Linked DNA regions of Mus musculus: region 2 is linked to region 1. Evidence: chromatin contacts called from public Hi-C data. All regions are on one chromosome and are shown on one strand. Each heading gives the region's core, a stretch centred on a gene start, on an enhancer-like site or on the middle of the called end of the contact. The rest is flanking DNA. Distances are from core to core; before and after follow the strand shown. Region 1 overlaps 1700069L16Rik (RIKEN cDNA 1700069L16 gene). Region 2 holds the start of 1700069L16Rik (RIKEN cDNA 1700069L16 gene).

Region 1 (7,786 bases), core at 3,852-6,351:
GGACGCTACTCTAGAGCATCACAGGCTGTCTCTATGCTGCTCTCAGCTCAGCTCACAGGGTTCTCTTTCCTTCTGTCTCCAGCCACATGGCCTCCACGCTCTGCACTGCTACAGCCACTCCTGTCTGGTCCCTTGCTCCTGTTGTCATGTTGCACAGGACACACAGCATCCCTTCCCAGGCTTTCTCTGGTTTGAATACTCGGGGGAGGCTCAGTGTCTTGAAAGGACACTGTGTGTCCTTCAAGTTCTAGCACACTGTGTGGCGTTCGTTGGTGGCAGGCCTGGAGAACCACAGGCCACAGTAACTATGCCGTTTTTTGGCAGTTTGATTCGGCACTGTCTCAGAAAGACCAGAAGCCCTTCAGTGCAAATTCTTAACTGGTTTTTACTGCCAGGGAGCTGGGGTTGAGCTCCACCCACTGCTGTATAAGGAATTCTGCTGCTGGCCAAGGTTGTCTTTTTACAATGTTTCTACTTTAGCGCCCCCTCCTACCCCCACTCCAGCTTTAACCCTCTGAGTTTCCAGCAACTTCCAGCACAAAAGGACACTGGCGTAATGGAACATGCCTATCCGACCTTAGCTGGCTCAAAAGCCTCTTAAGAGTCCCTCTCCTACAACAGACCCCCCTCCCCCAACTTTAAAACATGGAGTTATAGAAATGAGGGCAACTTGCAGGAGTCAGGGAATGAAACTACTCCTGCTCTCCCAGGGGATCCCAAACACCTGCAGCTGTTTGCACTCACAGGCTAGGCTGTTGTAACATTTGCTTAATGACCTTGTTAGGTTATTGCCAGACTGCGATGGTCCCCAGAGTTCTGCAGCAAGCCTGGCTTTTCTGCCTGTGTGGACTGTGTTCTCTCAATCCTTCGAGGCAGCCGTGTCTCCTCCAGGTGCTTCTCATTCTCTACCCCCCCTCTACACACACACACGGGGGGGGGGGGGCATGGGTGCACATATGTTCACTTGCATGTGGAAGCCAGAAATCAACATTAAGCATCTCCCTCCATCTCTTATTTTTTGAGACAGGGTATCTCAACGAAATCAGAGCTGGTTGACAAGACAAGATCCAGGGACCCATCAGTCTCTGCCCTCCCCTCCCCCACTCCCATCCTAGGAATACAGACATGCATCACTGTGCCTGAATTTTAGTGGACGGTAGAAATCCAGATCCTCATGTGCATGCATGACAGGCAGGCACTTTACCAACCAAACCATCTCCCCCATCCCCTTTTCTAAATCCACCAAGCAGCCAGAAGTGCACATTGTACCATCGAGGAAATACACCCTTTTCACAGAATGGACAGGTAGTACCGTAAGGTCCCAGGTCACCATCTCATGAAGAACAGTGGAACTGTGAGGGTGACCTTGAGGTAGCACGCTGAAGGACGGTGACTTGTCATCCATCCCAGGTGAATTCTAATTGGTCTTGGGATTCAGCCTCTAAAGGACCCTTAAAGACGTCATTAGCAAGGTGCAATACAGCCCAAAAAATCGTGTTACCTGTATTAATTTCTCTGACTAAAGAGCAGCATCTGGTTCAGCAACACAGGTGGGAGGCCCCACACTGCTTAGCTCCCCACACCCACCCCTGCTTAGCTCCTCCCCCTCCCCCCTAAGCCCTGCCCCAGTGCTTAGCCCCTCCCCCTTTCCCACCCTGCTTAACTCCTCCCTCAAGGCTCTTCCTCCTCCCCCGCTTAGCTCCTCCCCTTACCCTGCTAAGCCCCTCCCCACTTAGCTCCTCCCCTTCCCTTGCTAAGCCCCTCACTGCTGAGCTCCTCCCCTTCCCCTGCTAAGCCACTTGCCCTGCTTAGCTCCTCCCTTTCCTCTGCTTAGCTCCTCCCCCTCCCCATTAGGCATGGACCACCTGCCTTCTCACTGTCACTACTGCTGTCCTAGGCGGCTGGCTGGGTGGACGCTGGCCTGGTGAACCAGGGAGTTGATCAGGTACTCTCTGTAAAACGGGTCGCTTCTGGGCAGCTCCATGCAAACTTTCAGAGGAGGGGGACAATCAATAGTACCGCCCAGCTGTGACCCGCATCAATGACAGCATGGCAGCAGGATGACCCTAGGGCTGCAGTAGTGGTACACACATCACGACAGCAACCAACAGCTCTCTAATTGGGCTTAAGAGCCACTCAGTGGGCTGGAGAGATGACTCAGTGGTTAAGAGCGTCGACTGTTCTTCCGAAGGTCCTGAGTTCAAATCCCAGGAACCACATGGTGGCTCACAACCCTCCATAACAAGATCTGATTCCTGCATCTGGAGTGTCTGAAGACAGCTACAGTGTACTTAAATATAATAAATAAATAAATCTTAAAAAAAAAAGATCTATTCAACAAGGAGACTATGCCTGGCGCTGGAAACCTAGCTAACAACCCGGTGCTAGTGAAGTCCTGGTTTCTGGAGGAGACTCCACAGCCACCCCTTTACTAAACCAGATAATCCCTAACAACAATTTACAAACACTTATTCTTTCACCCCACAGATAAATGCAGTCTTCGCCCCCTCATCGAAGGAATTTCTCTTTGCAACAGACAGAGACCATTGGAGAAAGCACCACCAATCAAAATGCAGAGCTGTGAGCCCATCCACGGCGGATACATCTACCAAACATCCCCACACATAAGGCTCATGGATCGTTGCAGAAGAGGACGTGAGAGTCAGGGATCGGGGAGTTTGCTGTGAGATTGTGTTTCCCAGGAACATTCGTGTGTTGATATATTAATGGCGAGAGGTTATCATCAGTGCTGAAGAATGCCTCTCACAGCCGTGCCTCTGTATCTATGGGTATACACATCTATCTAGTGTATCTCTGTAGTTATGTCCTTGGAGCCACTGAGAATAATTACATTTATGTTTTATACATTAAAATTACACACCTCAGCCAGGCGTGGTGGTGCACACCTTTAGTCCCAGCACTAGGGAGGCAGAGGCAGGTGGATTTCTGAGTTCTAGGCCAGCCGGGTCTACAGAGTGAGTTCCAGGATAGCCAGGGCTACACAGAGAAACCCTGTCTCGAAAAAACCAAACCAAACAAACAAACAAAAAATTTACACACCTCTGAATGTTTCCTTCCAGCCCAACTGTCAATCATGAGCTTGAATAGGCGTCCCTCTCCAAGGCTAAAATGACTTTGCTGGTGTGGCTGAGCTGAAGCGGCTGAGGCTGGGAGAGTGTGTGGGGTTGTCCAGGGGCCTGAGGAATCCCATACTTCCTCAGCAGAAAGAGGGCCAAGTGGATCAAGCCATAAATAGCATGGAGGTCAAGGGATGATGCAGATAGAGAGGGACGTTTGCTCAAGCCTCAACCTTGAAGATGGAAGAAGACACCCGAGCTGAGGCTGTGGATGGCTTCAGAGGCAGGTCACCCATCCCAGGCATCAGCCCAGGACACACTGACCTCAGCGACTTCACAGTCTTTAACTTCAAAGCAGGAAGAAAACATGTGGTTTTAAGCTGCAACGTTGGTTCATGAGCGCTCTGTCTGATCAAACTGAAGAACTATTCAGGTTTGAGGAATCTGCACAGATGCCTTAGGACGCCTATGTGCTACATTTACAATAAAGATCTGAAGTTATCTCAGGGGAAAAAGGGAAACAACAATACTACAATTGCTGGGACCTGGAGTTTTCTTGCCCTGCAGGGACCCGCCCATCATGGTGTCTCCCTCATCTGATCTTCTTGAGAACCACTTGAGGCTGAGGGTCATTGCTTAAGACTGCATGCTGCCTGTAAGTCCAGCTACAGGGGATCTGACAGCCTCCCCAGGCCTCCACAGGTACCACCATACACATGGTATGCACATATACACGCACACAGTGTGTACACACACATGGCATGTACACACATACTCATAGTGTGTACACACATGACATGTACACACATACATACTCACACAGTGTGTTCACACTCAGCATACACACAGACAATGTGTACACACACAGTATACACATACTCACACACAGTGTGTACTCACACATGGCATGTACACCCACACTCACACACATTCACACACAGTGTGCACACACACATGGTTTGCACACACACACACTCACATACACTCACACACACATACACACAGTGTGTACACACATGACATGTACACACACTCACATACTCACACAGTGTGTACACACGCAGCATACAACAGACAATGTGTACACACACATGGCATACACACACAGTGTGTACTCACACATGGCATATACACACACACTCAGACATGCTCACACAGTGTGTACACACACATGGCATGTACACACACACAGTGTATACATACATGGCGTGCACACAGTGTGTACTCACATATGGCATGTACATGCACACATAGACTACACACAGAGAGGCATCCCTATAACACCACCACCACCAAAACCATACCCAGCACTCTTTGAGGAAGGTGTATTCATGGCCACAAGGATCTTGTGGGGGCTACAAGGCCAGCGCACAGCAGAAACAGCCTCCCCCAGTCTTCCCAGTGGCCAGTGCCCTTCCTGGAGGGGAGGGAACTGGGGAGATGGCTCAGTTGGTAAAGTGCTTGCTATGTGCTGGCCTCCAGAAGTTTGGCCCTCAGAATCCATATAAAAAAGCTAAGATTATGTATATTTCCAGTATCAGGGATGCGCAGACAGGTGGGTTCCTAGGGCTCACTGGCCAGCCAGTCTAGCCTAATTGGCAAGCCTCACGTCCCAGAAAGAGACCCTGCCTTGAAAATTCACCACTGGAGTGTGACTTCTGACTTCCACATGGGAGTGTGCGTGAGTCCACTCACGTGTTTACACACGTGTGCATGTATCTCCTGGGGTGGCAGTTGCAGTAGCAGCTCTTGGTTACTGATTATGTGTGACTCACAGGCTACATACTCCAGACCTCCTGAAGGGACATCCGGGGGACCGGATTGTCACATCAGGTTGTAACAAGCCCCGCTGGGTTCCAGCACCAAGCATCCCCTTCCCAGGAGCTGGCATAAACGCTGTACGCCATCGCTGCATTATTTATGAGTTTTCATTAATATGCAAATTTCTGCCCATTGATTGGCTTGCGCAGCATGGTTCCTTGGATTCATAAATCAGCTGCCGCTGTGCTATCTTGTTTAGTAATTCTCCAACCGTGGGCATTGTGTAGCTGCAGTGACATCAGTAAATCCTGCACAGAGCGTGGTGAAGCAGGGTGACTGCCATCTGCCCAGGATCCTCACGACTTGATGATCCTCTAGGCGAGGGATGCCAAACGGACCTGGCATCCGGGGCTCCCTAGTCAAGAGAGTTAAAGTTTGCGTTTTATTTATTTATTTATTTATCTATTTATTTATTTATCTATTTATTTATTTATTCAATGTATATGAGTACACTGTACAGATGGTTGTGAGCCTTCATGTGGTTGTTGGGAATTGAATTTTAGGACCTCTGCTCACTCCGGTCAAGTCCGCTTGCTCAGTCCCAGTTCTCTCCAGCCCAAAGGATACACTGTAGCTGTCTTCAGACACACCAGAAGAGGGCGTCAGATCTCATTATGGGTGGTTGTGAGCCACCATATGGTTGCTGGGATTTGAACTCAGGGCCTTTGGAAGAGCAGTCAGTGTTCTTAACCGCTGAGCCCTCTCACCAGCTGGAAGTTTGCGCTTTAACTGGGAGTCAGGATACTTCCTTGCCTGGTTCCCATCCGAGAGATGGAGCTGGGATAATCTCCAGATACCAGATGGATGGGACCCATTTCCGTCCATCTTGGGGGATGAACCTTTACGATGCAGACGAGGTCACAGGGCTATCTCCCTGTGGAACTTTTTAAAAGTCCAGCTACAAGGACCCCAGGCCTTCGTCTTGCATCTGAAGTGATGTCATAGGGTGTCGCTGATTTATCTTTTACTACTGATGTTTTGGGGACAGCAGCACGGATTACGTGATCGCATACCCAGGCGAATGTTTCTGCAAGATAGACTTCTAAAGAGGGCGTGGCTAGGGTGAGGGAATGTTCACCATCAGCATTTAGTAACTGCTCATCAATCTCTGTCCCTCATCAGACTGTGATCCTGGATGTAGGGGCCAATCTGTCTCCTTCACAGCTGTGTCCCTCGCGCCGCACCGATGCAGCACACTATAGAATGAAGGACAGAGCTTACTTCTGATATAACACCGCCACCGAGTTCTGGAAATCTAATTTCACCAGCTTATGTGTGTCTACCAAATCCCACTGTACTTCTCCCAGAATATTTCAGAAAGATGATTAAAAGTTTCTGCCGTGTGCATCCTCTGGAGCCAGTCCATTTAGCAAGACCGTAGCTTCCTTAATTAGGCTTACGAAGTCGAAGGCAAAACCATATCTCTTCCCAGGTGTTCCCAATTAACTCAAGGGCACCTCCAGTTGCCTCTGGCTCCCCCTGGTCTGGGATCCTGCCTGGGAGAGTTGTAGAAGAAATGTAATTATATTCTGCCACACAGATGGAGAGATCCAAGTGACCTGAGCCAGCTTGTTCCTTTGTTTATCCCTGACAGAGTCCTAGGTATGTGTCTGGGGGTACACAAGAAGAATGGATGTAGCCCTCAAAACTGTGTTCCTTATTCCTTTTGCACCCCCACCCAGGGCAATCTTCTGGAGGTGCAGATTGGTTCCTCTCCTGTTATCCTCTCCCACTGTCTCCATTTCTTTAGATAAAAACCCAGTGTGTGCTTGTGCATGCAGTGTGTGTGTCTCTGTGTGTATATGTACTGTGTGTGTATGTGTATGCAATGAGTGCATGTGTGTGTGTATGCACTGTGTGTGCATGTATGCAATGTGTGCACATGTGTGTCTCTGTGTGTGTATATGCACTGTGTATGAGTGTATGTGTATGCAGTGCATGCATGTGTGTGTCTGTGTGTGTACACACTGTGTGTGTATGTGCAAGTGCTCACCCACACTCATGTGCATGTGTGTGCTTGCATGTGTATGCAGAGTGTGTGTCTGTGTGCATGCATGTGTATGCAATGCATGCATGTGTGTGTCTCTATGTGTATGCACTGTGTGTGTGAATGCAATGCGTGTATGTGTGTGTGTCTGTGTGTATATATGCACTGTGTGTATGTGTGTATATGTGTGCGTGCTCTCCCACGCTTATGTGCCTGGTGTGTATGCGTGTGTCCCTGGCTCGGGGCTGGAGGTCAACATGGAATGTCTTCCTCTATTGCTTTGTATTTTATTGTTTGAGATAGGCTCTTCCTTGAACCCATAACTCATTGTTTTGGCTTTACTGGATGGCCAACGAGTCCCCAAGACCTGCCTGCCTCTCTGCTCCCCAGCTTTGGGGGTGTCTTAGTTAGGGTTTTATTGCTGTGAGCAGACACCATGACCAAGGCAACTCTTATATGGACAACATTTAATTGGGGCTGGCTTACAGGTTCAGAGGTTCAGTCCATTATCATCAAGGTAGAAACATGGCATCATCCAGGCAGGCATGGGGCAGGAGGAGCTGAGAGTTTTACATCTTCATCTGAAGGCTGCTAGGAGAAGACTGACTTCCAAGTGGCTAGGATGAGAATCTTATAGCCCACACTCACAGCAACACACCCACTCCAACGAGGCCACACCCACTTTGAAGAGGTCACACCCACTCCGACAAGGCCACACCCACTCTGAAGAGGTCACACCCACTCCGATGAGGCCACACCTTCTAATAGCGTCACTCCCTGAGCCGAGCATATACAAACCATCACAGGGTTACAATCATGAGTGGTTGGACTTGGCTTTTATGTGGATGCTGGGGAGCTCAGGTGTTCTGGAGAGCATAGAGCCACAGAGCTGTCTCCCCAG
Region 2 (7,786 bases), core at 3,175-5,674, 35 kb before region 1:
GGCATTTAATAGTAACAAATTAGTCTCAGAATCGCCATTCCAGGAGCAGGGGCTGGGAAGGAAAAAACAAAACAAAACAAAGGGATTTCTGCTTTTATAAACTCATTCTGTGTAACTGAGCATGACTTTGAGCTTCTGATCCTTCTACTCCCACCTCTGGAGCGCTGGGTTGGAGATGGATACCACCATGCCCAGTTTATGCAGTGCAGGGGATTGTCCATGGGATGCCATGCACACTGTGCAAGAACTGTACCATGGCACTGTACTCCTCCATCCCAACCCACAGCGTCCCCTCTAGACTGACTCAGTCTCTGTCTCTCTGTTCCATTTCTGGTTGTACCATACGAGGGTGGCACAGATCCACGCTATGTACTGGTGAGTTAGGAAGGCTGACATTCCATAAGTGAACGAGATGATGCCGAAGGAGGGACCAAGACAATCAAAAGTGATAAGGTGGTGGCAGGGTAGAAGGCCTTGGACGAAGGGCCATTTTATACTGGTGTTTACAGTGGGGAAAGGGGTTGAGGAAGCAGGGTTGAGAGGAAGGAGAAGGCCTCTCGAGGCACACGCAAAGGCTTACAAGAGGAAAGAGCCTGCCGCACCAAGGGACTGACTCAGGGTGGGATTTGAATTCTCCACGTGGAGAAGGGCGTGGATGGGGAAGAATGAGCCAGGCAGGGCTTCAGCAGTCCTGCAAGCCGCAGTGAAGAATTAGGTCTTATTCTAAGGCCGACGGGAAGCCACTGGGGTTAAAGGTAAATTGGTTCCATGTGCATCTGAGAAGGCTGCTATCCTTGAGCGAGAGAGGATGTCTGGGAATGGAGGGGTGGGTAGGTCGATGAGAGAGCTGCCAATGCAAGTGCGGCAACAGCCGAGAAGCCAAATGGGTCAATAAGGGGATCTGCAAAGGACCCATAGCAGGTTACCTTGGTAACCATGGCCAGATGGACCCCAGGAGGTGATGTCATCGGAACCCTGGTCCCAGAGATGCCTGGCAGAAAGAACCAGGTTGTTTCCGAGTATCATGAGCATATGGCAGACCCAGATTTCAGCCTTGCCATGCCAAGAGCAAAGCTCGGCCTTCCCCAAGACAATTGCAGATTACCAAGGAAGAGTTCTTGATTGGCCTTGGTCAAGTCACATGACTACTCCAGACCAAGCCTGGCTCAGGAGGGCCTACTGCTATGGGAGCTGTGGTAGACAGCTCCAGTAGGTGCCCACAGAATGCCCACCATAGCACCCCTCCAACCCCGGATTATTGGCAAACTCGGAAGGCTCGTGAGTCCTCGGAAGCCATTGGTCCTCGTTTTATGGCCCACCCCCTGGATTATTGGCAAACTCGGAAGGCTCATGAGTCCTTGGAAGCCATTGGTTCTTATTTTATGGGCACAGAAGAAAAACATGTCTACTCTGTCATCTTAGAAGATGGGAGAATTCTATGGAAGCACGATGGTATCAGACGAACCAAGAAAAGGACATCATGGTAGACTGAACCCTAGCCACCCAGGCAGTGGGCACTCGGACACAGCTGAGGAAAGAGAAGCTGGCAGGCGTTGTACTTTCTAGCTGCGTGGATGGACTCACAGTTCTTTCCAGATGAGGCCTTGTTCCTGGGAGGTGGTTTCTTTCCTTAACTGACAAGCTAGCAGACAGATAAGGCCAGGCATTAGCTGCACAGCCAGTCTGAGCTTCAAAACCAATCAGCGGCGAGCATCCAGTCGCCCAGGCTCACGCTGGAGCCAGCCACCGTTCTAGCTTCCGCCAAAAGGACCAGCCAACACAGAGAGGGCACCCCCTGCATCCCGCTTCTCTGATGAAGCTGCCTGAGACTCCTCCTTCTCAGAAGGCTTGCGAGTGCGGTCCTGAAGCTCAGAAGAGCCTTGGAAGACAGGAGAGGGCGGGTCAGTGCCTTTCCCCCAGATGATGGTTCTGAGATGTCCGTATGGACTCTAAAGATTCCAGTCATCAGTCCGGTGTGAAAGCAGATACCTATAACCGGAGTGGTGGGAGGTTTGCCTCCAGTTAAGGGCAAGCCTGGAGGAGTTGGAGGAGGCAGGGAGATGGGTTGGTCTGATCAACATACATTGTATACATTTGTGAAATCATCAAAGACTTGTGTCTGCTCTCTAAACAAACTCGTCTCTAACTGAATAGTGTTTGGCCATTAGTTTACCATAAGAGAGGCTGGGGTTTCTTGTTTTCTGTTTTTCCTCCCTGGGTTAGGTGGCTAGGGATGTAGCACAGGCTAGGAATGTGAGTGTGGGAGTTGGGTATTGCTCTGAGGTGGGCTGGCCGCATTCATGCCCTGTACTTTACCACCCCCTGCCTGGATCTGGCATGACACGTGGCATGTTTTGTCCAATGACGCTTGCCAGCACCCTGTCAACAGAGACACGGGTATTTCCCCTTGCTCTTTTGGTACCCATGCTATCCTCACAGAAACATGCCTAGGGCATCTGGAGAGCATCCCAGAGCAGCCCTCCAGGGGAGACGCAAGAGACACCCACAGGGAGAGAGGAGGAAGAAAGACTGGCTGTCCCAACTGAGGTCGCCAGATACCAACCAGAAAGACTGGAAACTGTGTGGGTGAATCCAGCTGGGGCCAGAAGAATTCCAGCCAGCCTTCAGACTCAGGGAGGCAGCCACAGAAAGAAGAGTTTTCAGCCACTGAATTTTCCCAGCACTTGTTACACAGCAGTATTGTGGCAACCGGTACCTGCTACATTTGTATCCTGCAGAGACTGCCTTCCTCCTTCCAACCAATGTTTATTGAGCAGTTACTATGTACCTGGGTTACAGCAGTGTGTAAACCTAGACATAGTTTCTACCCTTAATTTTTTCTAGCACTGCCCTTGGTACCATCAGGCATCTAGAGAGACAGAAGTTCAGTAAGAGGAGACTAGTTTCGGGGTCCCACGCACTACGGGCAGATCTGAGAAGGTCTCCACAGACCGCTTCATGAGGATTTCTCTGCTTCCCTTGTTAACTGGTCCCTCTGCCACTGTGGGAGTCACCTCCGGTAGAAGCAGCTTCCTTCCCCGTGATGGGGATCCGTCCATGGTGACGTGTGTCCTCAGGCTGGCCTTGAGTCACTTACGGAGAGTGAACAATTCTCGGTGTGTTTTTTTTGTAAGGCGAGAGGATTTATGTATTGCTAAGTTTGATGTATTGTTATAAATTATGCTTTGGTTTCAGGCCTGTTTAAAAAAAAAAGTTCAGTGTTTCTTTGAGTTCTGGGAAACATGCTGTAAATAATTTGGTGCTTCTTGGCCAGCAGTTCCTCTCGTAATATAAAGTCGTGTCGGCATCTATATCTTCTTATATCTTAAAAATACCTATTTCCTCTCCTTTCTCACAGCAGGGGTGGGGAGGGGAGAAGAAGCGAATGGCATTTTCTGGGTTCTCCCGGGTCTTGGAGGAATCTGTCTGTGTCCTCCAGGCCTGTCTTTCTGCTCCCGGCTGCCTACCTGACTGAGGTGACCTGCGACCTCAGCATTCAACCCGGTGCACTCCCACGCCCTCTTCCCCTTCAGTGTCCATTCTGAGGACACTTGTTTGTGGCACACTGCTGTGACGAGCCATGAAAGGGAAGTGAGCAACCCTGCGTCAAAGGTGGTGGGCAGCTCTCCCGAGGCTCCCCGTCAGCTTGTCCTCTGGCAAAGTGCTTCTGTCTACGGAGCTGCCTCACCTACCACCTAAGTCCTTACCTTAAAAAAAAAAAAAAAAAAGCAACAAGCTCTAAAGAATTAAAACATATGTTTGAGATCATAACGTAGTTATACCATTTCCCCTTCCATTTGCTCCCATGTCCCCACCTCTTCCTTTTGAGTTCATGGTCTTTTTTTAAAAAACATTTATTTATTTACTTTATGTATGTGAGTACACTGTAGCTGTACAGATGGTTGTGAACCTTCATGTGGTTGTTGGGAATTGAATTTTAGGACCTCTGCTTGTTCCAGTCAACTCTGCTTGCTCAGGCCCAAAGATTTATTTATTATTATACATAAGTACATTCACTGTAGCTGTCTTCAGACACACCAGAAGAGGTCATCAGATCTCATTAGGGGTGGTTGTGAGCCACCATGTGGTTGCTGGGATTTGAACTCAGGACCTTCGGAAGAACAGTCGGTGCTCTTAACCGTTGAGCCATCTCACCAGTCCCCGTTCATGGTCTTTTTAATTATTATATACTCCTAAATACACAAACACAGCCTGCTCTGTCTGTACAATGTTACCCGTACACAACACAGTCAACTTAAAAAGCCCTTAAAAGAGTCTCAATGACTGTTAATGAGTGGCACCTGTTCGACACATCGATGACGACATCTTGAGATAGGGTTTTCTGGAGAGCCACTGAGAAAACTGTGCAGTGCTCTGGCGCCCGATTTAGAATGTTTGTCCTCAGGCCTAACTGTCGATTGCCGAGGCTGCCTCCTGGTTAGGCTGGGAGTTGTTTGGGTGAGCAGTGGCTGGGCCCTGCTCTTCGGCTAGCTCCCAGGTGGGCGCCTCCGCGGATGACTTTTATCGACCAGCAGGTGGCGCTGTTGACAGGCAAATTGGCTCCTGTGAGTACCGAGTTGGAACCCTCCCTGGTTGGATTTGTCGCTAACTGGCTGGTGAGCTGTTGACCTGTCCAGAAGTAGGCAATTGTGTGCCTTAAAGGATATATCTTGTCCATAATCCACGGATAAGTCGATTCTGCTCCTGATTCCCCCACCCCCACCCCCCCGGTTCCCTACTAGTAAGAGCTCTGTCAGGTCCATCCCTGCAGTAACTTTCTTTCTGCATCCAAAGGCCGGGCAGGTCATACAGCTGGTTCTGGGTTAGGACTCAGACCCTTGCTGAAGGATACTGTAGAACACGTTCCCTCTCTCACAGGCTACAGCCGCTGCCCATGGAGGTGGTGACTGAATCGTGCCAGTGGGGAGTCGGAGCAGATGCAGTCCGAGTTGAATGTATGCAGTATGAGCCTTGGTGGTCCATCAGTGAGGGACTTGGGGGACCGTTTGTTAGAGCACCCTAACCTGACCTGCCTGTTCAAGACAGGGTGTGTGAGAGCAGGTGTTGATGAAAGAAAAGAATCCGGGATATCTCAGACAAGGCTGGTTCATCACTGTGAGAGAGGATGGGATCGGGCTAGGGTGGGGGAGGGGCAAACGTCGGATTCAGCTGTGTGGGGGAGTGCAAGGTCAAGGTGATCCCTCTAAAGGCGACTGGAGAACAACCCCAGGCTAAGGGTTGCTGGAGGTTGCCCTTTAAAGACTATCACAGTTTGATGTTGGAGAATGAATTCTATCTATTCAACTCTCACACAACGGGTCTCTTTCCAGGGTACAAGGGAAGCCAAGGCTTTCTGCTGGCAATGCTGGCTATAACAGACCTGGCCACATGGCGCTCAGCTGGCCCCACAGCAGGTGGAACTTCCCTTCTCCTGCTCCAGGGCCCAGCATCTCAGCAGGAGACAGATTGCATCAGCTGTCCCCAGACTGGCAAGAGGTAAAACTGGATCCTTCCTCCTAGATTTGCAGAGTGGTCCAGGCTCAGTAGAAAGGGTTCTTTGGAAGCCTGTTAGATGGGTCAGCCAGGGGAAGTCTCTCTCCTTGGGGGAACCTCAGGAAGGGGGCAGCCATGCAGGCTAACACACGGTTCTCAGAGCCTTGCAGGTAGAACCCAGAACAGGAGCGCCAAGGACGGGCGATAGAGGCAAACTTAGCTTTCTTTGCAGAACATAGGAGCCTGGCAAAAGCGTCAATTTCTCTCTCACAGCGTCATTTCTCTCTCTCTCTCTTTCTGTTTTTTTGAGACAGGGTTTCTCTGTGTAGCCCTGGCTGTCCTGGAACTCACTCTGTAGACCAGGCTGGCCTGGAGAACTCAGAAATCCACCTGCCTCTGCCTCCTGAGCGCTGGCCATTTACATTTCAGTTCACTGAAATTAATTATAATGAAAATTTAAATACAATGGAAAAAAAATCAGTCCCTCAGTTGCATGAACCACATTTTCAAAGTTCAGTGGCTCTGTGTGGCCGATGGTCACCTGGCGGGGTATGGGGGACAGCACACAGAGTGTCACCACCATCATTGTAGGTTTTGTTCCAAAATCTGAGGCAGGGATGCTTTCAAGTAAAGTTGCGGGGGTGGGAGGAGGGTCTTTCCCAGCCTGACCTTTAGGGGCCTGGTGCATGTCCCCTTGTCCCAGCAAGGAAGTTCAGGATCACCATTATACTGTAGCTGCGCTGCCTTTTGAGTCTCTCTCAATCTGGAACATTCCTCAGACTCTCTTTGACCCTCCCCTCCCCACGCCCCACCCCCCACCCTCATGACCTGGACTAGACACTGTTTTGGCTTTTGAGTCAGCGTCCTGTGTGTTCCAGGCTGGCCTTGGCCTTGAGCCCAGTGTAGCTGAGGATGCCCTGACCCTCCCGCCTCCATCTGAGTCCTGGGGTTACAGGCATGTGCCACTGTACCATTTGACCTGGACGGTTCTGAAGAGAACAGGCAGTCACTTCATGGGCCACCCCGTGTGTGTGTGTGCGTGTGTGTGTGTGTGTGTGTGTGTTGTTGTTGTTGTTGTTTCTGTGTGATTAGGTCCAGGCTGTGCATTTTTTATGGGAATGGCAGGAGAGAGAGGTCTTGTCCTCTTGAAACTTTTATTCTCTATGAAAGGGAAGTGCTTTTAAAGATTTATGAGTATGTGTGCATGCCTGCACGCACGTGTGTGTGTGTGTGTGTGTGTGTGTGTGTGTGTGTGGTGTACTGTATGCATGCAGTACCCACAGTGGCCAGCAGAGGCCGGATCTATTCCATACTCTCCCTTCCCTGCTCTTCCTCTCCTTTTGTTTCTTCCCCTCTCACAGCTGACTTTCTATTTTTATGTTCTTTGCACTTGCACACAAACATATGCATATATACACAAACATATGCATACACACATACACACAAAGCACACACATGTACTCATATATATATATATACATACATTCTCATGCACATACACAAACATACACATGTCCACATGCATACATATACACATATGCACATGTACAAACATTTACACGTATACACATGCACACATACATTCCCATACATACAAACATAAACACATGTATGTGTGTATGTACACATGCACATACATGCTCAATGCACATATGCATATACACATATAGTCACGCACAAACATGTACACACATATACACACAAACACATACACACATATATTCTCATGTACACACACATAAGGACATATACATATGTACACACATGCTCACATATACATGTGCATACATGCACACACATACATATATACATGTACATACACATATACACATGCATATGTATACATGCATACATACATTCTCATGCACACACATATACATGTATGTGTGTATGTACACATGCACACATGCTCAATGAACACATATGTACACACATACATGCACATACAAATACATACATATATACATGTACAAACACATGCACACATACACAAATTTTGTTTGCATGTATGATAGGAAATCTACAGTATTGCCTTTTTAAAGACTGGCATATTCCCCTGCTGTGGAGACCTCCAGATCCACCGACTTCACTGCAAATGTCCCACTTTCGTTCTTTAAAAAGACTATTCCATCATGTGCGTGGCACATTCCTTTTCTCCATCTGGTTGTGGCCCTGGTCTCTTCCCTATCTCAGCTATGGATAGAGCATCAGCATTGATCATGGAATGCTGGCTTGGACCCTTTGTGTGGTGGCATAGCTGGTCCCCAGGGTAGCTCTGCCTGTAGGTTTTTGA

The links. Hi-C and Micro-C count contacts between places; a contact is called where the count stands out from the background.
Region 2: a contact with region 1 is called in a Hi-C map of the N1E-115 cell line, with 8 times the contacts expected there. The contact joins the promoter of 1700069L16Rik here to the enhancer-like site in region 1. A contact is called at or near these places in 8 of 484 Hi-C or Micro-C datasets (the N1E-115 cell line, brain, cerebellar granule neurons and 3 more), 1 of 115 datasets of contacts at active chromatin or transcription factors (embryonic stem cells) and 3 of 9 other capture datasets (adipose tissue, liver and pancreatic islet).

The regions. Positions count from the first base shown.
Region 1 is chr5:113,687,521-113,695,306 of GRCm38.p6, reverse strand. 1700069L16Rik (RIKEN cDNA 1700069L16 gene) reads left to right here. Exons shown (of 3, transcript NR_033216.1): 3 at 2,488-2,883. Among named protein-coding and RNA genes, the nearest start is that of Gm46919, 7.3 kb to the left of the region's middle. Within about 2 kb of position 5,101, at least 20 of the 459 cell types and tissues checked have an H3K27ac peak or open chromatin away from gene starts, as enhancers often do. A contact at or near this core is called in the N1E-115 cell line, cerebellar granule neurons and cerebellum, where this site is marked.
Region 2 is chr5:113,721,410-113,729,195 of GRCm38.p6, reverse strand. It overlaps 1700069L16Rik (RIKEN cDNA 1700069L16 gene), which reads left to right and starts at 4,424. Exons shown (of 3, transcript NR_033216.1): 1 at 4,424-4,565; 2 at 5,331-5,496.